Linked DNA regions of Mus musculus: all the other regions are linked to region 4. The links are chromatin contacts, called in public Hi-C, HiCAR-type and promoter capture Hi-C maps. All regions are on one chromosome and are shown on one strand. The core of a region is the stretch at or near the end of the contact, and the rest is flanking DNA. Distances in the headings are between cores, read along the strand shown. Region 1 has its middle 19 kb from the start of A530095I07Rik. Region 2 holds the start of A530095I07Rik (a long non-coding RNA gene). Region 3 overlaps Tent4a (terminal nucleotidyltransferase 4A). Region 4 holds the start of Adcy2 (adenylate cyclase 2). Region 5 holds the start of Nsun2 (NOL1/NOP2/Sun domain family member 2).

Region 1 (4,289 bases), core at 1,594-4,093, 560 kb after region 4:
TTTTTTTTCTTTTAAAGATTTATTTATTTATTTTATGTATATGAGTACACTATAGCTGTCTTCAGATATACCAGAAGAGGGCATCAGATCTCATTACAGATGGTTGTGTGCCACCATGCGGATGCTGGGAATTGAACTCAGGACCTTTGGAAGATCAGTCAGTGCTCTTAACCACTGAGCCATCTCTTTTTTGTGTGTGGTGTTTTGTCTGCATGTTGTGTGTGAGACCATCTACCATATGCATGTAGTACTTAAGGAGGCCAGAAGAGAGCGTCAGACCCTGCAACTGGAGTTACAGATGGTTGTCAGCTACTGTGTGGGTGCTGGTAGCTGAATCCCAGGTCCTCTGCAAGAGCAGCCAATGTTCTTAACAACTGACTCATTTCTCCAGGTCCTTAGTGGAATTTAGTGTATGTTTAGCTTCCTTGGAAATTAATTGCCAGATTGTCTTCCAAAGTGGTCATACCATTTGACTGCCTCAGAAGCTCTTCCAGGCCTGCATTCTGACAGCATTTGGTGTGTTTTTGTTGTGGGTTTGACCATTTAAAAGATGTATCATGATATCCTGTTGTTCCGGTTTGCAGTTACCTGATGGTTACCTGATGGAGCTTTGCATACTCCCGCTGCTCAGTTTTGTATTTATCTCCAATAAATTGTACTTATCCCATTGGGTCTATTGGAGATATTTCTGATTCAGAGCAAAAAAAAAAGGTCACTTCTTATCACAGGAGAAATATGTTCCTGGCCTGTTTAAGCCAGACATTTCTATAACTCATCTTTGAAAGCTGATAGGGAGAAAGAGAGACTCATGCCAAAAAGTTTCTATTTTAGATGCTTTCAAATAAGGCAGCACAACCGGCTCTAAGAACAATCAGGAGTAATGGACGGTCTCCCAGAGTAGCTGGGGAGGGACGAGTCTCTTAGCCGCACGGAGCCTTTGAGAATAGAGTGTGGTTTTTCAATGGGGAAGCAACCATCCACACTCTCCACTGTGAGAAACTAATTAATTCGAGTTGGTTTTTCCAGTCCTTCCTCCCACATGTATATTTTAGACGGGTTTGGCTAGATTTTAGGAAAGAGAATAAGGCACCATCTCACTAGCAGAGTCAGCTGGGTTTTTTTCATCCTATGAAACTCAAAAGTATAGGGAACGCCGTATTTACTAAGACACACACACACCTTCAGGCTTATACCTTCAGAGAGTAGGAAAAAAGCAATGCTCAGAGGTCGCCTCTGTCCATGTCAGAGTCTCTATGACAAGGCATGATGGACATGACACCTTCAGTAGCAATGGCCACAGATGCAAGCAGCGCATACAAGCCAAGACCTGCATTTTCCAGCTTGGCCATAGCTCAAGATGTCCCAGTCCCTGGCGGGACGTGGGTGATTGGCATTTGTAAACAAGGAAAACTACCTACCATAGGTGTTAGGAAACCTCAGTTTTGGGAGAGCCATGGCCCTGGGCATGTTCACCTAAGTCCTCTGCACAGGGTCCTTCCAGCATCCACTTAGAATCTGCACTGGTCTTGCAGACGGTTCAGCTGGTTGTTGGAAGCACACAGCTCCTTGATCACAACTGTGACGGTCTCATCTTTCCGAGGAACTCTAAGCTCCTCCCAGACCCTCCTCCCAGGGAAACACAGAGATCATCTTCTGGCAAGGTGGCAGTAATATAATCTTGTTCCCCTGTCACCTACCATGAGGGCACCACATAGGCTGTAAGAACAGGGTGTTAGGGCCTTGGGGGCCACTGTAGGGTCACCCACCTTTCACATAGATGCAGACAAATGTTACTATAACACCACAAGGAAAACATTCTTACATCTTGAAATACTGGAACAACAGTGGCTGTGGGCTTAAAACAAGGAATCAGTGACCCAGAACCACCTAGCAGGGGAGCACATTTGTTGTGAGTGGGTGAAACACAAAGTGTCTGAGTATACAGAATGGTGTGTGATACATTGTATAACAGTCCGAACATCCCAGCAGTGGGGCGTGTGCTATTGCTGGTCATGTCAGCACATCTGAAATGACTGTCTACCCCCTCCACGGGAGCCGCTGACCTCATCGCCACCAACACTACACAGACATGAGATGGCAGGGCTAGGATTTGGACCAGAGCTTATCTGCATGCTCTGTGCCTCTAAGGACACGTTCGGGTAGTAATTGAGTGGTGACAGGGTAGCGCCTCAGCCTCTGATGAGTTCATAGTGCGTGCCTGAACACATGGTTCCTGTGAGTTGTGAATGTAGATTCCTGAAGGAGGTTGTGTCTGCAAAGATTGAATGATTACAGCTCAGAGCTGTGGGGATTTTTGCAGTGCTGAAGATCCAGAGGCTAATTACCTTATCTTGGGCTAACTTAAGGTCCTAGAACAGCCATTCCTTCCCCAACTCTGTGTCAGAACACCCAGTGACTAATAAATAAAACCTTTTGGCTTAGCAGACCACTAGCTTCCATCAACTCAAAAGCTAAGACTGTCATCAGATAGCATGTTGGGCTTATAGGAAAGACGCCCCACCCCCATCTTGCTGTAACCACCTCTGTGAGGTCCCTCAATGTATTTTAAATTTGCCTTGATTTATTATGCTCTCTCTCTCTCTGTGTGTGTTCTGCAAAAACTCTAAAACTTCGTGAAACGGTTTCCACATTGGACCAAGGAATTGGGGGTAATTTGATAGGTACCTTTTTGGTCTGCTTTCAAAGTGTTTGGTATCTAGTTTGAAAACATTCTGTATAGACGGCTTGCTTGCTTGCTCGCTTTCAGATCTCTAAAGGCATCTTGGTTTCTGCTTGCTCTTGAAATTTCCGAATGCCCTTTGGTTTCTGTTTTGTTTGTCTTTGATATGTTTCATTACCTCATGGACTTTGTTTCCTGACACTCCTCAAATACACAGACTGCCTCTCCTGTGACATTGCCCAGCCTTAAGAGTTTTATGAGCACCTGGTGATAAAGATTCTGAAGACAAAATGCACTTGTCCCCTCCATTCAAAGTGTGGAGGTGTCAGGGGAAACACCCCACAAAATGCAGTGGACTCATAGGGAAACCCAACTGTATTGGCTCACATGGGAAGACACATGTGAGGGATTGGTCACCCTGCAACATGAGTCCTCTGAAATTCCATATATGTGCAGGATAACCCCGAGACCCAGAAGGAGATGATCTCAGGGTAAAAGCTGAGAAAGTGGGTCCCAAAGGCAGCACAGAAAACAAGTGACCCACACACTATTCCCTAGCTGGCTAGACAGGTGAGTATTCAGAAGGAGAAAAGGGGTGGTGAGATGGGGGTGGGGAGCAACAAAGTTTCCAAAAAGGAAAAAGTGTTTGGAGAGGAACCACTGTCTGGCACACTGGCCAACTTTACTGATTGAAAAGGAGTTTTAAGTATAGTAATTAAAATTCTAAATTAGTTACAGAGTCTTCTCAAAGGATAAAACCAGATGATATCTTCAATTAAAAGGAAAAAAAAGCCTCATATCAAAGGCTGCATTTCTATGAAAAGATTGGGACTGTGTCCAGATACTGCTAACTCACTGCTAGCCTAGGAAACTCAATGAAGGGAAGGGGAACTTTCTCACCTTATCTGAGAGTCCATTCATATGGACTTCAAAAATACTGGTGATAAGAGAACACTCAGAGCAATAAACATTTCTCTCACTTTCTATGTTTCTCTCTGTTTGCTTTTGAGACAGGATTTCTCTGAGTAGCCCTGGCTGTCCTGGAATGGGCCCTGTAGTCCAGGGTGGCCTCGAACTCACAGAGATCCACCTGTCTTTACCTCCCAAGTGCTGGGATTAAAGGAATGTGCCACCACGCCTGGCACTTTATGTTTTTAAAAATATTTTTATGATTAGACTTATAAAGGTTGTTTATGACATTTAATATTCCAAGTGATAAAATAATGTTAGTTTCCATCCCATAAAAAAACACCAAACCCAGATACTATTGCATATACCAACAAGATTTTGCTGACAGAACCCTGATATAGCTATATAGCTGTGAGGCTATGCCAGTGCCTGGCAAATACAGAAATGGATGCTCACAGTCATCTATTGGATGGAACACAGGATCCCAATGGAGGAGCTAGAGAAAGTACCCAAGGAGCTGAAGGGGTCTGCAGCCCTATAAGAGGAACAACAATATGAACTAACCAGTGTTGTGTCCAGCCAGCGGCTCACATGTCTGTGTTCTAGTCTGGAAAGGCATCTTGGAAACCTGGAGGGGGGGGGGCTAGGCGGCGCAAGAGAAAAGATGGAACCAAGGTTCAATTTTACTATTCCGACACTC
Region 2 (4,444 bases), core at 1,070-3,569, 540 kb after region 4:
TGGAAAAGGTGGATGAGCCTGCTCACTTACACTTGAGATTACATATGAAAATGAAAGGGATTTCACACTGCGGCCGGCTTTCAAGAGTGACCCCGCCACAGACCTTATACCGCAGGCAACTCTCACTCCTCTGCGATTCGGTAAGAATCTGGGATTTCCTCCAACCCTTCCAGGCTGCTCTGAGCCTCATCCTCTAAGTGAAGGAAAACAACAGCAGACAGACCCACAGCCTGCCTCCCACTCTCGAGTCAGCCTAGCTCTCTCCCCCAGCTGTAAAGAGCAGCTCTTCATTTCTGTTTCTCAAGTTGTTCTATAATCTCGCCCCACCCTTTTAGCTGGCCTGGAATTCACTGTTTAGCCCACGCTGGCCTCAAACTTGGGACAGCCTCTTATCCCAGCATCCCGCATGTGCTTACCATGTGAGCTGCCATATCTAGCAGCTGAGTTATTAGCTTTTTTTTTTTTTTTTTTTTTTAGTTTTGGTTTTTCGAGACAGTGTTTCTCTGTGTAGCCCCCGGCTATCCTGAAACTCACTCTGTAGACCAGGCTGGCCTCGAACTCAGAAATTCACCTGCCTCTGCCTCCCAAGTGCTGGGATTGAAGGCATGTGCTACCACTGCTCGACAAGTTATTAGCTCTTGTCCATGGCATTTACGGAGGCAAGAGGAGGAATATCTGGGAGACCAACCCCTAGAGGAAAGCTGCCTTGAGCTCCCAAGTCATAGAACGTGCTTTCTCACGCCAGAGTAACAAGTTGGACCTGGAGAATTCTGAGCCAGGCAGTTAGATTGAACTGGCCTTCTCTAGAGGGACATTCAGTAAGCCTGTGGAAAGGAGCAGGCTGTGGGGGCATGCCAGGTAACTCTGTGGAGTTGCCAGGAAGACACATAGCCACTGGCAGCATACATTTTGAAGGAGAGCCACCGGGTCTCTTGGGGGAGTTGGACAGAGAGGAGAGCTTCCGGGATATGGGTTTCATGACGGCTGGAGGTCGTTCTCCTGATTTACGGTACACAAGGAAATCAGGAAATGCCCCCTACATGGGAGGCACCCTGAGCTAGTGGACATGATGGCTGCCACTGAGCACAGTTGCCAGGCCAGGCCTCAAAGTGAGTACATGCGGGAAGACTCACAATTAGTGGGTGGCATCAGGCGAGCTGCTTGCTGAAGTGGGCGTGGACTGGGGGAGCAACCTGGGAGAACAAAAGGGGTTCGGGATCAGTGCCTTTGTCTTCACGAATTAGCCATGTGGCATTTCAACCCTCTGAAGTTTTTAAGTCCGAGACCTGTGTCATAACTTTTCAAGGTTCTATTTAGTAAAATATGAGGGCCCTACTACACTGGGGAACTGGCTCAGCCCCACTAAGGCCTAAAAATAGCAAGTTTACAGACCTGCAGATTCTTTCCTCATGACAGCAAAGCCTGGCTCGGCCCGCTGGCTGCCGGGGAGCCACACGCCCCCCCCCCCCCCCAACTCCAGACAGACCGAGGCTGGGCTCAAAGCCTTGCCTGCAGGGATATTCCAGGGGACATCGAATGCCTCCAAAGCTTGGCTGTCACTAGCAATCTCATTAGCATAGGCATGGGCTGCAGGTTGCTGACAGGTCTCCTTCCTTCTGGATTTTTCTTCTGAATTTCACCTTCTTTTTAAACTTGAGTCATTGAACTGATGGCGGCCAGAGCCTCACAGCACAGTTCCTGTGAGAGAATACAGAGCAAGCAGATTGAACATGTGCAGTGCCCACAGCAATCTGAGTCTTCAAGAATGGTCAGTTTTGTTCATTTTGGGGCTGCCCTCACAGACACTCATTGGGGAAATGTCATCTTACCTCCAGCAGAGAAATGGCAGGGGACAGTGTTTAGGCAAACTCCCCTGAGAGCAGTGGGCTGCTGCCGCCACTCCTATGCCTTGAGTTGGCACTGAGGGGGCATCTGCGCTTTCAGGAGTGTGTCGGTCCCACAGAGGAACTCTGGGCCTCGCCGGGTGTGCGCTCTGCCCTGCAGCAGTAGTCCAAGATCTTGATAGTCCAGGCAGGTGTCCAAGATGACAAATTCTCCACAAAAAGGACTGAGGTTGGTTGCGGCTACCCTGGGCCATCCGCTCTCCTCCAGCCCCTCCTCCATACACACTAGAGAAGGATATGGGCTGGGTGTTGGGGTAGCGCCCCGTGAAGTAGGGGATCCTCGGCTTTCTAGAGGGTAGCCAGTGTGTTTGACAAAGCAACGGCATGCTTTGAAATCCCTGCTCTGTACTGTTATGTGCCTTGATAAATTGACTTTTGCTCATTTCTGCTGTAGAGAACAGCACCCCCACCCCCACCCCCACCCCCACCCCCTCTGGTCTTGCCGGCTGACCAGAAAACATGACACGGAATGCTGGCTCACTCAGTCCACGTCCCCACATTCAGGTTCGGAGGGCAGATTAGCAGCCTTCCTCAGTCTCATGGCAACGATGGTCAAGTGAAGGCCTCGCTAATGCCACAGGGATGAGGTGTTGTCACCTCACTTCCCGTCTCATGGATGGCAGCGAGCTTGGGGAAGCACTGTGAACTTTATGACGGGGGCTGTATGATGTGATCCTCCGGCAGAGATCAAGAAGCGGCAGCGGGAAGCGCTCTCCTCCATGTACAGAACTTCCTCAGGTGCTGCGTCCCTGTGGCTGGCTGTCTCTCCGCTGACCTAATCCACAAACAGGGTTCCAAGCTGGCATTTGCCTGATTCTTCTTGCCTCAATCTGGCCATCTTTAAAAACAGCCCTTAACAAGTCTGTGGCTTTTTAATCATAAAAGGATCTAAAACTAACGGATGTTCTGACCCTAAGTTGTCTAGAAACAAGGAAAGAGGATCAAGACTCAAAATCTCATATTGTCTTTGTGGGTTACTATCTTATCTTAGATAAATTCATCCTTCCACGACTTTTTAAAGGTTTATTTATTTACTTATTTATTTTATGTATATGAGTACACTGTAGCTGTCTTCAGCCACCAGAAGAGGGTATCAGATCCCATTACAGATGGTTGTGAGCTTGCATGTTGTTGCTGGGAATTGAACTCAGGACCTCTGGAAGAGTAGTCAGTGCCCTTAACCACTGAGCCATCTCTCCAGCCCCTTCTGTGACTTATTATTCAGGGCATTAGCCCATGTTGTTTTGCCATGAGGTGGGTGCTGATATCCAGCAAGGGAGGGCAGGAATCCGCCCCCTGTGACACTTTACCTCAGAAAGCCAGATGAGGACTCAGATCTGACATTTCCAGTGGTCTTTAACACCAAGCCTGTGTCTGCGAGCTCACACAAAGCAAACACCACAGAGCAGGTATTCACAGCTATACTGACTTTCCACACTGTCTCTAGGGTGGGCAGTGAAGAGACTGGGAGCCAGCTCAGGTTCTCACCAAATTCTCTGTCACAGGAGTTTCTAAACAATGGCAGTACAGAAGCCCCCTGTTGGCACGGGCTGTCATTGCACCATGTACGGACACTGCATCCTTTCAGAGTGGCTTTGTTCTTGCACAGCCACTTCCTCACTGTCCATGGTCCAGAATCTGACTACAATCCTTCCTAGGATTTCTCTGTTCAGGTTCCACCCTCTCCTCCTCTGTGGATGCCTCTCCAGTGTGCACACATGCCATTACCTCTCTGGTACACTACCACACCCACCCTGATTCCCCTCCAGCCCCATCGCAGCATCCTGCTTCCACACTACAGGGCATGGGCGATATCCTCTCTGCCTGTGAGCTGCTCTTCTTTGATCTCACACAAACCTAATACCTTGCTAGCTATCCACTGGGAAGCCATCTTCTTTGTCCTTGGTCCTGACCCGTGGCTAGTTTTCTTTGAGTTTATTCACTTCTGTTTCTACATTGGCTGCCTGTACCTGGGGACAGCAGCAGGAACGCTGCCAACCCTATCCTCGGATGTTCAAACTTAACCAAGAGCCTGGAGGAGACAGGCCAAGCATCACTGCTGACTATGATCTGAAGTTTCCCGAGAAAGCCACATCTAGAAATAAATCCTAGACCCAGTCCTGAAAACTGTGACTGATTAGAACATCGTGATTCAGGAAAGATGGGAAATTACAGTCAATCTTCCGTGCCCTTCATACTTAGCATGAACCTCTCTGTCTGACCTAGCATCTGTGTGGCTCAGGTAAAACTTGGGCACATTTTACCCAATCATGCCCAAATCACTCCCTTCCACCAACTCAAAATCAAAGAATGAATGTCACCAGATAACCTCTGAAAAATGTAAAACCGGAGTCCGCAGTCTTGTCTGTGCCACGTATCTGGTGGGTGTGCTAGTTTATTGTTTTCTTTTGTTCTGTGACTATCGACATTCTCGTAACTTCTTCCACGAAAAGAATGTGTCATTCAGATCAACCAAAAACCATCTTCCTAGGTTGGGGTCCCTCATATTTGGCTCAGAACAACCACCTCTGATTCCTTTG
Region 3 (4,370 bases), core at 1,525-4,024, 520 kb after region 4:
AAATACCTCCTTGCTTAGGAAACCCTTCCACATGGAGGGTGTGTGATTCTCAATGACTTAGTCCCTGAACAGCCACTCCCTCCCTCTCAGCAGACCAGCCACTCAGCCTCCTTAGAGACACAAGCCCAGGCACTATGCAGAGAGCTCTGCTGCTGCATTCAGACTGGAAGGAAGCATCACGGCTGCACCTGCATGTGACAGGTGCTTGGGCCTCTCCTGTGTGACACTGGCCACTGAGTAGAGTCCTGGTACCACTGTCAACCACTCTGCACACAGCCCCACATACGGAAACTGGGACCAGGGCAGTAGTTTCTGCCCTCACTCAAGATGACAAAAAGGACCTTATGAGAAAAGGGAGACCCTAACAGTGGAAATTTACCAAAAATATAGAAAGAAAAGGCAGGAATTAAGACAGAGGGAGAGAAAATAACCCAACAGGTGCAAAGGTTTCTCTCAGTACACCAGTAGAGAAAGCAGAAGTGACCTGCATACTCCAGTAGTTTACTCCTGTGTGGCTCGTTCTGCAGACCAGTGAGCCAGACAGGAGAAACTGAGGCCCTTGCTCACACTAGAAGGGTCCTCCCTGGGGCTAGGGGAAATGAATAAACAGTGAAGAAATCCAAACTGGTTTCATGTGGCACAGGACAGTTGTCAGGGACTGCCTTCCAAGGAGCTGGTGCTAAGGCTGAGAAAGGAAGCAGCAGCAGCAGCTGGATTGAAACAGCAGGCCCCCAGGCAAGGAAACCCTGGAGAGAAGGCAGCATCCCTACACAGCAGCACTGAGCACTGGAGCCCAGGGCCACTCCTGTCCCCAGGGGCTGACTGTAAACAAGAGGCCAGAAGGCCTTCTAGGAAGCCCAGGGGTAAGCCAAGAGCACTGACCCTGGAAAGCTGAAACAACTCAAAGCAGAGTCCAGGTCCCAACAAGGTAATGCCCTAGCTCAGCCTGAATCTCTGCTGCCCACAATCTGGTACCAGAAGGCCAGAGAATAGTCATCCCATGGAACAGGCAGACTTTCAGATCTGCAGATGGATTGGGGGTGGCGGCTGCTTCCATAGGAAAATATCCACAGCAAGTCAGTATTAAGACTTATTGAGTATTAAAATGAGCAGGGGGGAAATATGCTGTGCACAGGTAGAGTAAGAGGGATGGCATAAGGGACACAGTGTATCACAAAAACAGTGAACCCAGAAGAGAAAGCTACCTCACTGCCAGTTCCACAGAAAAAAAATCAGAGCGTGTCCCTAATGTTGAGAAAAGTCAGGAGTCAGGAAGAAGCTGCTGGGTGTCAGTGACAGAGCCAAGGCAAGCAGCATCCAAAGATGGACAGACATTCAGACACTTGTCACCCCAGGAAGGCAAAGCCAGCAACACAGGAGCAAGGACCTGACAGAGCCTCCCCCTAGACTGCAGGCCAACTTCAGCCTGCAGTGCACAAGCATCTGAGGTCCAGAAAAGTCTGCCTCACAAAGAGGCCAGCTTAGACAGAGATGTCTAGACAGGTCAGCAATTAGTATCAATCTTCAGACCAGAGGAGACAAGGTCCTGTCTCGGAGGACAGGTGGTGGTGGCACTGTTCTGCCATGGGAGAAGAAAGCCAAGCAACCCTACAGGGCCACAACAGGCTTCAGGGAGTAGAGCCCTTATCCACTCTACAAAAAATGCATCTATCCAGTCCCTTCATAAAAAGACACTGGCAGCAGCCACTATGCAGTATGAAGAACCAAACCACATCTCAGGCAAAAACTACACACACAGGGTCAGAGCAGAGCAACCCAGAGCCCAGGGATGCAGGGCTGGCCCTGCAGAGCTACTGAGAGCACAGGACAGCACAGAGGAGCAGCACGGCCAGCAATGAACCTCCTGAAAACACCGCCTGCGACACTGGCTCAGTAAGGGCTCAATCAACAAATACTAGTGAATGAAACCACACAACAAAATAGCAAACTCACAGCAACGCCTCATGTTCAGTCAGGAGGGAAGATGCAGAAGGGCGGACTTCTCAGCCCATAAACTGAGAGCAAACCGGTTGGTGCCTTGTTAGCACGACCTTCTGCACTCGGGCTTTGTCAGTTTACATTCTCAGCCACAGCACTCGCTCTCAGGAGCCCGGGTTTCTATTTGAAACTGCACGTTTCTTACTGAAGCAAAATAAATAATTTACTAGAGTTTTCATGAAGATGATTCTAGTGAGTTTTTCTGTTGGTGGCTCCAAGTACTATCTCCAGGATCTTGGAGAATACCATCTGCAGCTGTGGTCATCTAATTATCCTGGCGATTTCTGGGTGATAGGACTGAGATACTTTAAAGCTTCCACTTTTAAAAATATGAGCCAGTTTTACCGATTCATCAGTATTTTAGAATTGGTGCCAGAAATGATGGCTCACGTTTGTAATCTTGGAAGCTGGGAGGCTGAGACAGAACAGCCTTAAGTTTACATCAGCAGGGGGTACCCTTATGTAAGAAACAGTGAATAAACGATAGGCATCAATGCTCTGAAGAGTCACCTATAAACTGTCTTACAGAAAGGAGAAGAGCCCCTCTCAAGTAGGACAGAGCTCCCTGTCCTGCTGCTGCTAGATTAGTGAGAAGTGTCACTCACATTCCTCTGGGATGTTCAAAGACCTGTCCTCAGAAGCAAAGAATTCTGGCAGCATCTGGCCTCTCTCCAGAGGAGTCAGAGCCTGGAATTCACAAGCATTGCTCCTACCAACCTCACCTCTTTGGCAAGTCCCTCTACCTAGTTCCTAGGTAATGAGTGAGCTAGGGAATCACGAGGCCTGAGCTCCACTGACAGCCCTGTGCTGTGTTGTGGTGTGTGGGTGGACTGTTTCTCTCAGTGCCATACCTCCTGGAGCATCCTGGAGGGCAGCCGGAAACACTGTATAAAGGGATAAAAAAGAGAGGCCTGGCCCAGGTGTGGGTCAGTGGAGCCAGTAAGGCTCTAGCTAGCTAGTACAGCCGGCTACAGCCAGGTGGGAAAAAGGGGAAAGAGGCAGAGCTCACTGCTAAGGAAAGTCTCATGCACAGTGAGCTTTCTTCCAGCCCCAAGCAGCCCCCCACAAGCTTCAAACTGTTCAGTAGCCCACCCTGTAGTTCAGAGTGTCATGCCAACACAGTGACCTTCCTTCCATGCCCACACTAGTGTCTCATGACTCATTCACAAGATAACTAGTAGTTATATTCCGAATTCCTTTGTTTCTTTATCATGCCAAGTGCTCTCTTTACTTTTGGATACCATATCATAGCTGCTCTTCACTTTCTAAAATGTTACTTCAATTGAGAGAAGATGCCTGTGACCAAAGTACTCTTTCTTATGCTTCAACTTGTCTCTGCCATTTCACCAAGTCATGCTTCTGACTCTCAACTCGTGTTCCCTCTCACTCTCTGGAAAGCACTGGTCAAGTGCATGGACTTGCCAGGCAAGAAGCCTGCATCTGAGCCTAGTTCTATCACTTCCTAGGTGACTCTTGGACAAAATCAGAACATCTCCTGAAAATTGCTCTCATCTCGTTCAAACGAGCTGTTTTGGGACTGCAGGGAAGCCTGGCCCTTCCAGGACATGTCAGAACTCACAGCTTCTTCACCTCTCCCAAAATTCAACCTCTAAACAGCCCAGGAAGCCAGATCCACCCCAAAGGGCTCCCTGCGCCCCTCTGCAGGACGCGGCTGCACAGAGGAAGCACAGCACAGGCAGGCTCTGTATTTGCCTGTTCTCATTAGGAAAGGCTCCGCATGAACTTACCTTTGGCTCTGCCTAGTGCTGTGCTAAATCCTCAGTCTGTGGTAGCTATTTCCCTCAGCAACAGCAATATGCACAAGTGCAGACCTCTTGGTCAGACTATTTTAGCTAATCTAGACTGGGTTTGTGCCTGTAAAACACAAGAAATATTGCCTCTGTGTGGCTTTGAACCAGGACGTCAAAGAGTACAGTGGAGCAGGGCTCACTAGCCTCCAGGAATCCTGAGCACAGAGCTGCTAGGAGATGTGGCGGGAAGCTGTGACACCTGCAGAGACCTGAAGGCAACCCATTCGCCACACCACCAGCAGCCTGCCTGCCTACTCGCTCGCTCCTGCATGCTGACCAGAAATGCTCCCCTCCTCAGAATGCTCTGGGCTGCACTGCCCCGTTCCCTGCTGCCTCCGGCACAAAGATATCAGCCTTTCATAAAGGACTTGCATTGGAAACTCAGAAACATGAACTCTAGAGCTTTCTCCATAGCAACTTACTAAGCAACACTCTTTTTACTGCAGTTGAGTTTCAATTTATTTCAGTAACTTACCAAGTTAAACTATTTCAAGTAAAACATAAAGTTGCACAAAGTCAGCACTGTTCAAACACAGGGCCATTTAAATTTTAACTAAAATT
Region 4 (4,597 bases), core at 1,272-3,771:
GAAATACAATGATGCCCCTTAAAATGGCATGAGGCCCTAGCCCTAGCAGAAGAGCTGTTGGCTGCTGATGGCTTCTGCAAGAAAGGGTGGTTTCCCATGCACCAATGTATAATCTCACTGCTATGCACACATGGACGGCACAAATGGACCCCAGGTTTTTGTTATTTTGTTTTGCTTTGTCTTTTGGTATTAAAGAAGAGAGGGAGATAGACTCTGGAGAGATTGAGGGAGTGGAGTGAAGTCGGATGTGATTAAATACATTGTATATGGTATTTATCTATGAAGGTTTCAAAGACTTTTTAAAGGCTATCTTTCCAACATTTCAACTAAGCAAAACAGAACATAAAAGAGACTCTTTAGGGACAAATGGGAAGAACAAAGGCAACTTAGAAAAGGGAGCCTTAAGTCCCTTAAGTTCTCCTGGCATGAATTTCTCACGGACCCATTCAAGAGTACCTAATTCAACGTGGTTGAAGTTGGAGCGTTCTAACCTGGAAAACAAAGTAGTGTGCCTGGGGAACACGAACTTCGCACTTGTCTCCCTAGACTAATGGCACTATAAATAGGCCATCACCTGCTCCTCTCCGTTTAGGAAGGAACCAGCCAGAAGGATTTGAATTACTCACAAACAGAAACACTTAGGAGGAACACGTTTCCAAAGGACAACTGTGATGTTTTCTTGCCAGCAATGTGAAAGTGAGGTGAGGTCTTTAAAGACTGTTGGCCCCGCCCGTGATCCCGCCCCCCTTCCCCAAATCTCTCTTTAAGTTCTTTTTGGTCTTATAAGTAGGGACAAGCAAGTGCGGCAGGGGTGGGGCTGTCGTCTTCTCACACCTAGGCTACCAGGATCAAAGGAGCTCCCTGCTTGGCCTGCTACTGGAGAGGGCCAGTGACGTCATAGTCTGCCACGTTGGATTATCTTTCCTTACCTCATGGAACTCAATCAGAAAACAGGACCCACGCTCGTGGGGGACATTTAAAAAATTGTACCGTGACTGAAACTTTTTCCTCCCGATTCATAATGTGAGCGCCATATGGTTCGGATATATAAAACGAATTGTCAAATACCTAACAGAGTTTCTGTGTCCTTGAGGCAGCGTGAGCTGAATCTGCTTGAGACTGGTGAAAACAGGCATGTCTTTACATTCTAAGCTCTGGGAACACCGTTCAGCAGAAACATCCCGCATTATCCTCTAACCACACAACTCACGAGCTGATCCAGGCCTCGGACAAGACAGTCTGCACAGGCAAATCATGGTCAGGGGGAAAAGTTTGAACCACACTGAAGAGAAGGGAGCGCTAAGAGGAAGTTACCGCCATCTACAGATTTCCTTACAGGGCTCCAGGGAGCCAGCCTGAGATTCCTGACTGAAAATTATGAACCAGAAAAACTGACATCAGCTATTGAGCTGCGTTAATGCTTCTAGCCGTGAAAACATGCTTTAACCATCAGCAGGGAACCATGATCGAGTCCTGCACTTCTCTAAAAAGGGGAAAGCAGCGAGGGTCCCTTCCATTTTTAGCTCACTTATAGTCTCTGGAGATGAGGCTTGGGCATCTGCTCAACACTCCATCACTTTCTCTCTACATGGCTAAACACGAAAAGATTCAAAAGCCAAGATGCACAACATTATCTGGTTTTCATTTTCGCTGTCATGAACTGCTTTCCCAAAGCACCTTGTTTTTTAAGAGTTAAATGATGCCCAGACCAAACTCAGAGAGGAGAGCCGGGGGCGTTCCGCGGACAGGGATGGGAGGCAGCTAGCGCGCCAAGGAAGCCTGAGGACTGCCTCTGCTGCGGGCAGCGGCGCCGGGAGAAAGCGCAGAGTTGGCCACGGGGCGCAGAGATGCTGAACCCACACGCCCTGCCCGTCCACCTGGAGCAAGCCCTGGCAACTTTATTTTGGGCAAAGCCTTCCAAGGAAACTTTTCCTCTGTCCACAGCTCTCGCCCTAGCCAGGCCGGCCTCGGGCAGGGCACAGGGGTGAGGAGCAGCCTGGGGCGGGACACGGTCGCCTGCGCGGTCCCCTCGGAGCCACGGGGAGGCCACTCACCAGCCCGAGCGCGAAGAAGACGGCGAGCAGGGCGAGGCAGGCGCCCATGACGATGAGCAGCAGGAAGACGATGAGAGGGTGCTGCTGGCTCATGCAGTAGTAGGACTCGTAGAGCCAGTCCCGGGACCGCTGCAGCCCCTCGCCGCCGCCCGCCGCCGCTGCTGCCGCCGCCTCGGCGCGGTCCCGCAGGTAGCGGCGCCGCCGCATCGCCTCCTGCCACATCGGGGCGGCTCGCGGGGCGCCCGCTGTGCGCGCCCTGCCCGGGCAGCGCCGCTCTGTGGTCACCTACCGCCTGCCGCCCCCGCGCTTCGCGACCCGCCGGCTGCCCGCCCGGAGCTGTGCTCAGGGGCCTCGGGCGCGGGCGGAGCTCGGAGCCCCGGGCTGGGCGCGCTGACGCGCGGGCGGGGGCCGGGGGCGGCCTCAGGGCAGCTCCCGGGCGCCGCCGCCGCCACCACCGCTCGCGAGGGCGGGAGCCACCCGGCCCCTCGGCCCGCCTCGCCCCACCCCGCGCGCAGCGCACCGGCCTCCGCGCAGGGGCGGCGCCGGCCCGCGCCCACCACCGCCCCCCGACGGCCAGGCTGGGCTCCAGAGAAAGCTTCAGACCGAGTCCTTGCCCTCCAGCCTGTCGCAGGCTGCACAGTGGGGCGCCTCCTCCTCTCGCTTTTGGACTCCAGCCAGGCAGATTGGGGCTTCAGCCTTGTTCTCCACTACAGCAGAGAACAGCCTGAGGGCTACTGTTGGGCTCCTGGAGTCTCCCACCTGACTGCCAGAGTCCCCACTGCCTCTCCATGATCTCACAAGGCAGCAGTGTAAAAGGCTGCCATGCTTTAATACCCCCCAGCCTGGAGAGGGGGTCCCATATCCCTGACCACCCCTCTTTAGTATGCCTACTTAGCAAAATGTGGCTTCTTTCTCACTTTCTCTATTGTAATTTGACTCCCAGTACAGAGCAGGAGTTAGGACCCTCCAGGACTTGTGGGAGTCCTTTTGAAAGAATGGCCCCCACGAACTCAATTACACAGTGACTGGAGACACCTGTGGTCCTCAGGCAGCGGGCCTCTCCTTTTCTCTGCCTTTGCTCTCCGCGCCTTAGAAGTACCCTATGGACCTCTGTGTTTGGCATCGCAGATCTCCCCAGAACCCTTTCAGTCAGACAGGGATGGCACAGAAGTTGGAGCAAGGAATGAGAATCATCCTCTGTGGGCAAGGTTGGCTTGGGAATCACTCATCCCATGCCGCTTGACACTCTCGGGGACCAAATGCACGAAGCATGACAGACCTAGCTAGATCCTCGTGGACAGGCTGGGCAGGCATTTCGTGGTTGTGACCTCAACCTTTGTTCTTTCTAGATGACAGGACTAACCACTGACCTTCAAAAGACTGCTTCTAGAAGGTTCCTATTTTCCTGTCCTTCCATCCAAAGAACCCACAAGCCATTTTTCTCCCCCAAATCATTTTCTAAGGAGTCCAAAACACAACACCGCCTCAAGAGCTATTCCACATTCTCTGTCAGCCCGGAACTGCCTTAGACCTTTGCATGTTCCCTGACAGCAGCCTGCCTACCTGAGTTGCAAGCCAGCCAGCATGAACAGGTAAGCTGAATAACTGTGTGACTCTCAAATGCTGGACCTAGGCCATGCACAGAGTCTCAGACCCAGGGATTTCCAGGGATTTTATTTTTGGACCCAGAGAGTGAAGACACAGCTGTGTTCTCAACCTCGATAGAGGGCAAGGATGGAGTTAATGGGAGAGTTGACTTGAAATCCAGGACATCCCAGCTTTCCTCACCCAGTCCTGGAGGAAATCACGATGGATCCCTAATAGTGAAACCAAGCTTGTCATGGAGCCTCCCTGCCCTGCTTGACCTCTGATAAACAAAACCTCACCCTTTACCAGACATTTCTATGGAGCCTCAACTTCTCCTGCAGGCTCAAACCCTCTGATTGACTGGGCCCTTTCTTCTGAACCAGCAACCATAAATTTTAAGGTTGTATAGGTGTTTAGACATCCCGAAAGCAAGCCTCAACAACAAATAGCACTAATGAATAGAACTTATAAATAGCCAGGGCTGATCCACTCGCAGGAAACATGGCTAAGTAGGCTGTGCAGATTCTATGTGCAGGACTGTCTAGGTTAGGCAGAATTGTGCATTTCCAGTCCCTCCCTGCTAGGGAAGTTCTGTTACTCACCTCCTCTCCAGCTCCCATTTCCTCACTGCTAGCACTAAGAAGCATTCTCCTTCACCCACACGAGAAGGAAGAAAAGACAATCAGTGATCTAAGTATAAAGGGTGGGGAAGTGTAAGACCTATGAGGGAACAGCAATGCTTAAGTACTTTCTTTTCTCTAGCAGAAAAGAAAAATGTATTTTAACATCCGTTGTCCATCCATGACATATGTGGTAAGAAACTGCAGCTCAAGAGATTTTGTTAAAGTAATCTTAAAATATTTTGTAAAAGTGAAATAAAGACAAAAATCTAACTGGAAAGACCCTGCATGTGCCTTTAGGGGGTGTTTAGTGTCCCACTCTTCCATTTAATTAAA
Region 5 (4,228 bases), core at 889-3,388, 610 kb after region 4:
AGCTTCTGGAATACTCTATCAACAATTTGGGTTACACAGAACTCAGTCTTCCTTGTATGTTGATTGTGCCCTCATATAAAGGGCCTGCATTAATACTGACAAGAAATCAGTCAAAAATCAACTCCCCAGCCCTGCATGGTGGCGGTGCACATCTTTAATCCCAGCACTCATGAGGCAAAGGCAGGTGGAACTCTGAAAGTTCAAGACCAGTCTGGTCTATAAAGTAAGTTCCAGGACAGCCAAGCTGTTACACAGAGAAACTCGGTCTTGAAAAAACAAACAAAACAAAACAAAACAGCAAAAGATCAATCAACTCATGTACCATAGTGGCCACAGTGGACTTTGGGCAATAGATCTAGAAACTCATTCTTTCTCCTCACTGGATTTAAGAAAGCAGAGGCTATTAACACAACAATGCATTCTCCCAGCCTCTCTGGGAAATGAATACTTTAGGATCAGAGAGGATAAGAGACTTTCCCATGTCCCAAATGTCACAGAACTCAACTTCCTTAGATATAGAGACATCCTTTTTTTTTTTTAATTGTGCACTTTTCAGAATCTAGATGAAAACATTTAAACGTTATTAATAAATGTTGGGTCAGTTAAAGATAAGACCTAGAGACAGTCCAGTCCAGTTTATTAGAAAACCCAAAGACTTGAGGCGGTCACTAAAACATTTTTCACATAACACCTCCTGGGAAAGATTCATACCATCTCACACAGAGAAAGCAAAACATCTCTGAAATTGCTCCAGTCCACATTCGGGGTCCACAGTGGTTCCAGAGTAGGTTGTTAGCAAGCTGAAGCTAGGTCACCTGGCTATGGGACAGGCTACCAGGGATAGATTCCCCAAGGGGGAAACAGTAGAAATGCAGCTTGGATGGCATCGCAGATACTCCTTAGGGCGGAGTCTGCAGATGGGCAGGGAAGAAATCCGGACCACTGTGCCACTATCCCTGACCAGACACGAACTTCCACCGCTTCTGTGCGGTCCTTTCTACCTCCCTTTCTAGACAATCCTTTGTATTTCGGAATTAAGTCTCTGAGCCGCGGGTCCTCGGGAGCAAGCGCAGGAGGGAAGACCATTACCTTTGCACGTAGTGGATCAGAAACATAGCTAGCAGGACGCGGTTAGGCAGGTTGCCCAGTCGGGCGGCTGCAGGACGGATGCACTCGTACAGCGGCCAGGCCATTGAAGGCAGCTCCTGTAGGAACCAGGCAGGTCGCGCGGGCACTCGGCGGCCGGACCACTGCGAGGAGTAGCGGCCGTAGGAAGAGCCCACCATCTGGAGCCCCACGAAGGCCACGAAAGCCAGGAAACCCTCCAGGTAGACTAGCGCATCCAGTAGGCGCAACTCATCCAACTCCATAGCTGAGGTCGAGCAGCGTGCTCCATGCTCGGATGTCCAAGTGGAGCCACATATAAGCTCAGGAGGAGGGCGCAGAGCAGCCCACAAGGGCCAGCGCTCCAGCAGGGTGTACCTGCCCAGGGGAGGGGCGAGCCACCTGCTCGGGCGGAGACAGGAGCACAGGCTAGCACCACCAGAAGATACCCTCCCGCCCGTAATCCAAACGAGAGAACGATTGGGTAAAACCCCGCCCACACAGGGAGCCACGCCTCTTCGGGGGGAGGGCGCCTTAGTCTCGAGCCCCGCTCCTCAGAGCCCCGCCCGATCTTGGAGCGCTACACACATTGGCTGAGAGCTCCTTTGGCTCGCGAAAAGTTCTGCCGGAGCTCCGCCCCCTCAGCGCCACAGCGGAGCACCAGAGCCTCGCATCACCCACAAAGTCCCGCCTACACAGCAAAGACCCCGCCTCTTCGCTCGAAACAGACTCTCGCTCCGCCCCGCCTAACTTGCAACCACGCCCCTCCACAGTCTAACCCGGACAGCGACAGATCGGACAACACTCCATGACTCTCTGCGCACGCGCTACGATCAGGTCGTCCATGCAGGTGCCTGAGTCTCTGTGTAAGACGGGGAGATTCACGCTCAGTGGCGTTTAAGGTTGATTTGAGGAAACACGTTCTCTATAGGAATACCACCCTTTTTTTTGCGTGAGTTCTCGGCGGGAGCATGTTGTGTCTTTCAGGCATATTTTTTGACTGCCTCTGCTAGGACCCAGCCGCGGGGTCCTCGGGATGCAGCCGGAAGTGCAGCGTGCGTGCGGTTTGGTGGGTCGCTGTGTGCGCTCCGCGTGTGCAGCCGCGTGGGCCATGGGGCGGCGGGCGCGGGGCCGGCGGTTCCAGCAGCCGCCGCAGCCTGAGGGCGAGGAAGACGCCAGCGACGGCGGCAGAAAGCGAGGCCAGGCGGTAGGCGCGGGGACGAGAGGGGTGTCTGGTGGGCTCGCGCGTGCGGAGCTTGCTCGTGGGCCGGGTTCGCGGGTGTCGGTCGGAGCTTGCTCACCTGTCGCTTTCCTGGCAGGGCTGGGAAGGTGGCTATCCCGAGATCGTAAAGGAGAACAAGCTCTTCGAGCACTACTATCAGGAACTCAAGATCGTGCCAGAGGGAGAATGGGACCAATTCATGGAGTCACTCCGAGAACCTCTCCCAGCCACACTGAGAATCACTGGGTACAAAAGGTACGTTTGCTGTGTCTTTTCTGAGGTGTGGACTTGGGGGCTGTAGTGCACAGGAACGTCCTCGGTGGGACATTAGAATATGAATAGAAAACGCGACCCGGGAAAGACTTGGGTCCTATGGGGGACCATCAGAGCAGCAGGAATCTTTGCCTCTCTTGCACGTCAAAGTACGTTGTCCGCAAGACTCGTGGCAATTAAAAACTGAAGCTGTGACAAAATGCAGTATTGCTTTTACCTTATTTGTAAGGTGTGTCCAACAGAACAGTGAACTGGAGGGAGTTAGAAAATTGATGGTGTTGCTTTCTTAGATGTTAACAGGGCCTAGGTGTTAAAAAGTCTGCACACCCCGGAGCGCTTATGGAACGTCTTCTCAGAACTGGTTTTACGTTTAAAACACTTGGCAATCTTAAAGCTATTAAATCTTACCAACTCACCTTCTTAGATGACTGTGAAACTTGCTTTTTTTTTTTTTTCCATAGCCATGCCAAAGAGATTCTCCATTGCTTGAAGAACAAGTACTTTAAGGAGTTGGAGGACCTGGAAGTAGATGGACAGAAAGTTGAAGTTCCACAACCACTAAGCTGGTGGGTACAGAATGCTTCCTCGTGCTGGGTGTTTCTTAGGTCCCCAACCCCCTTTAATGCACTTCTCAGCTCTAAAGTCACTGTCGGCTTAAAGAGCTTGGTTGTACTTTCCTTTTTTTTTCTTCTTATAAAGATTTACGTGTTTATTATATATAAGTACACTGTATTCAGACACACCAGAAGGCATTACAGGACTCATTACAGATGGTTGTGAGCCACCATGTGGTTGCTGGGAAGGACCTCTGGGAGGGAGAGAGCAGACAGTACTCTTAACTGCTGAGCCGTGTACCTAGTCCCTGGATGTATTTTTCAAGCATCTGTTTGTCTGTTTTCCGAGACAGGATTTCTGGGTGTTCTGAAACCTGTAGACAAGGTTAGTCTCAAACTCAGATCCACCTGCCTCTGCTGGGTGGATTAAATCCATGTACCAGCATCATCTGCCTTATTAGATTTATGTATGTATGTATACGAGTGCAGGGAGGCTGTCTTCAGGCACATCAGAAGAGGGCACTGGATCCCATTACCATGTGGTTGCTGAGAATTCAACGCAGGACCTCTGGTCTGGAAGAGCAGCCAGTGCTCTTAACCACTGAGACGTCTCCCCAGCCCCCATCATCTGCCTCTTTTCAAGCATCTTAATGTTCTTTCCTGTAGTGCTTTTATTAACATGAGGTTGGGGTACACATGTTCATCAGTGACTCGCAGTTAATTGAGTTAATGAGTTTGGTTAATTGGTCTTGGGTCCAGCTTCCTCCTTGATGTTCCTGAGTTGCTTCTTGAACTTCTTTTTACAATGACCAGTTTTCCACATCCTAGTTTCCGAGTAGAAGGGAAGACAAGCTCTGCTTGCCAGTCTCATCACAGGTTGCTATGGCTTGTGTGCCAGTGTTTCCCAGCGCAGCCTGCCTGTAGGCTCACATTCAGTCAGGCTTCCCCTGTATCCAGCAGCCAGGCACTCCTGCTCCCATGACAGCCCTTTTATTACCTGTGATCCCTGGCTCTGAAGGTGTAGGATTTCATATTTAATACCTGAAATGCTCAGTAACAGCTCAGATGCTCCACA

The links. Promoter capture Hi-C pulls out the DNA fragments that hold promoters and counts their contacts. A called contact is a pair of places that touch in the nucleus more often than the background predicts. HiCAR-type assays count read pairs that join an accessible place to other places.
Region 1: a Hi-C map of liver shows a contact between it and region 4, with 5 times the contacts expected there. The contact joins the enhancer-like site here to the promoter of Adcy2 in region 4. A contact is called at or near these places in 2 of 39 promoter capture datasets (cranial neural crest and embryonic stem cells) and 2 of 484 Hi-C or Micro-C datasets (cardiomyocytes and liver).
Region 2: a contact with region 4 is called in a promoter capture Hi-C map of liver, with 4 times the contacts expected there. The contact joins the promoter of A530095I07Rik here to the promoter of Adcy2 in region 4. A contact is called at or near these places in 11 of 39 promoter capture datasets (cranial neural crest, embryonic stem cells, hippocampal neurons and 4 more), 6 of 484 Hi-C or Micro-C datasets (cardiomyocytes, embryonic stem cells, liver and 1 more) and 1 of 115 datasets of contacts at active chromatin or transcription factors (stem cell-derived neural progenitor cells).
Region 3: a promoter capture Hi-C map of liver shows a contact between it and region 4, with 3 times the contacts expected there. The contact joins the enhancer-like site here to the promoter of Adcy2 in region 4. A contact is called at or near these places in 3 of 39 promoter capture datasets (embryonic stem cells and liver), 2 of 484 Hi-C or Micro-C datasets (both in embryonic stem cells) and 2 of 115 datasets of contacts at active chromatin or transcription factors (astrocytes and stem cell-derived neural progenitor cells).
Region 5: a HiCAR-type map of astrocytes shows a contact between it and region 4, with 1.9 times the contacts expected there. The contact joins the promoter of Nsun2 here to the promoter of Adcy2 in region 4.

The regions. Positions count from the first base shown.
Region 1 is chr13:69,561,223-69,565,511 of GRCm38.p6, forward strand. No RefSeq gene overlaps it. Among named protein-coding and RNA genes, the nearest start is that of A530095I07Rik, 19 kb to the left of the region's middle. Within about 2 kb of position 2,844, at least 20 of the 459 cell types and tissues checked have an H3K27ac peak or open chromatin away from gene starts, as enhancers often do. A contact at or near this core is called in liver, where this site is marked.
Region 2 is chr13:69,541,750-69,546,193 of GRCm38.p6, forward strand. It overlaps A530095I07Rik (a long non-coding RNA gene), which reads right to left and starts at 2,320. Exons shown (of 2, transcript XR_001780994.2): 1 at 1,830-2,320; 2 at 1,645-1,698.
Region 3 is chr13:69,521,582-69,525,951 of GRCm38.p6, forward strand. All of the region lies in intron 1 of Tent4a (terminal nucleotidyltransferase 4A), which reads right to left. Among named protein-coding and RNA genes, the nearest start is that of Tent4a, 10 kb to the right of the region's middle. Within about 2 kb of position 2,775, at least 61 of the 459 cell types and tissues checked have an H3K27ac peak or open chromatin away from gene starts, as enhancers often do. A contact at or near this core is called in liver, where this site is marked.
Region 4 is chr13:68,997,020-69,001,616 of GRCm38.p6, forward strand. It overlaps Adcy2 (adenylate cyclase 2), which reads right to left and starts at 2,522. Exons shown (of 25, transcript NM_153534.2): 1 at 2,055-2,522. The coding sequence starts at 2,276. It overlaps Gm35161 (a long non-coding RNA gene), which reads left to right and starts at 2,526. Exons shown (of 5, transcript XR_873632.3): 1 at 2,526-3,646.
Region 5 is chr13:69,609,878-69,614,105 of GRCm38.p6, forward strand. Nsun2 (NOL1/NOP2/Sun domain family member 2) reads left to right here and starts at 2,139. Exons shown (of 19, transcript NM_145354.5): 1 at 2,139-2,311; 2 at 2,424-2,581; 3 at 3,061-3,165. The coding sequence starts at 2,216. It overlaps Srd5a1 (steroid 5 alpha-reductase 1), which reads right to left and starts at 1,586. Exons shown (of 5, transcript NM_175283.3): 1 at 1,090-1,586. The coding sequence starts at 1,370.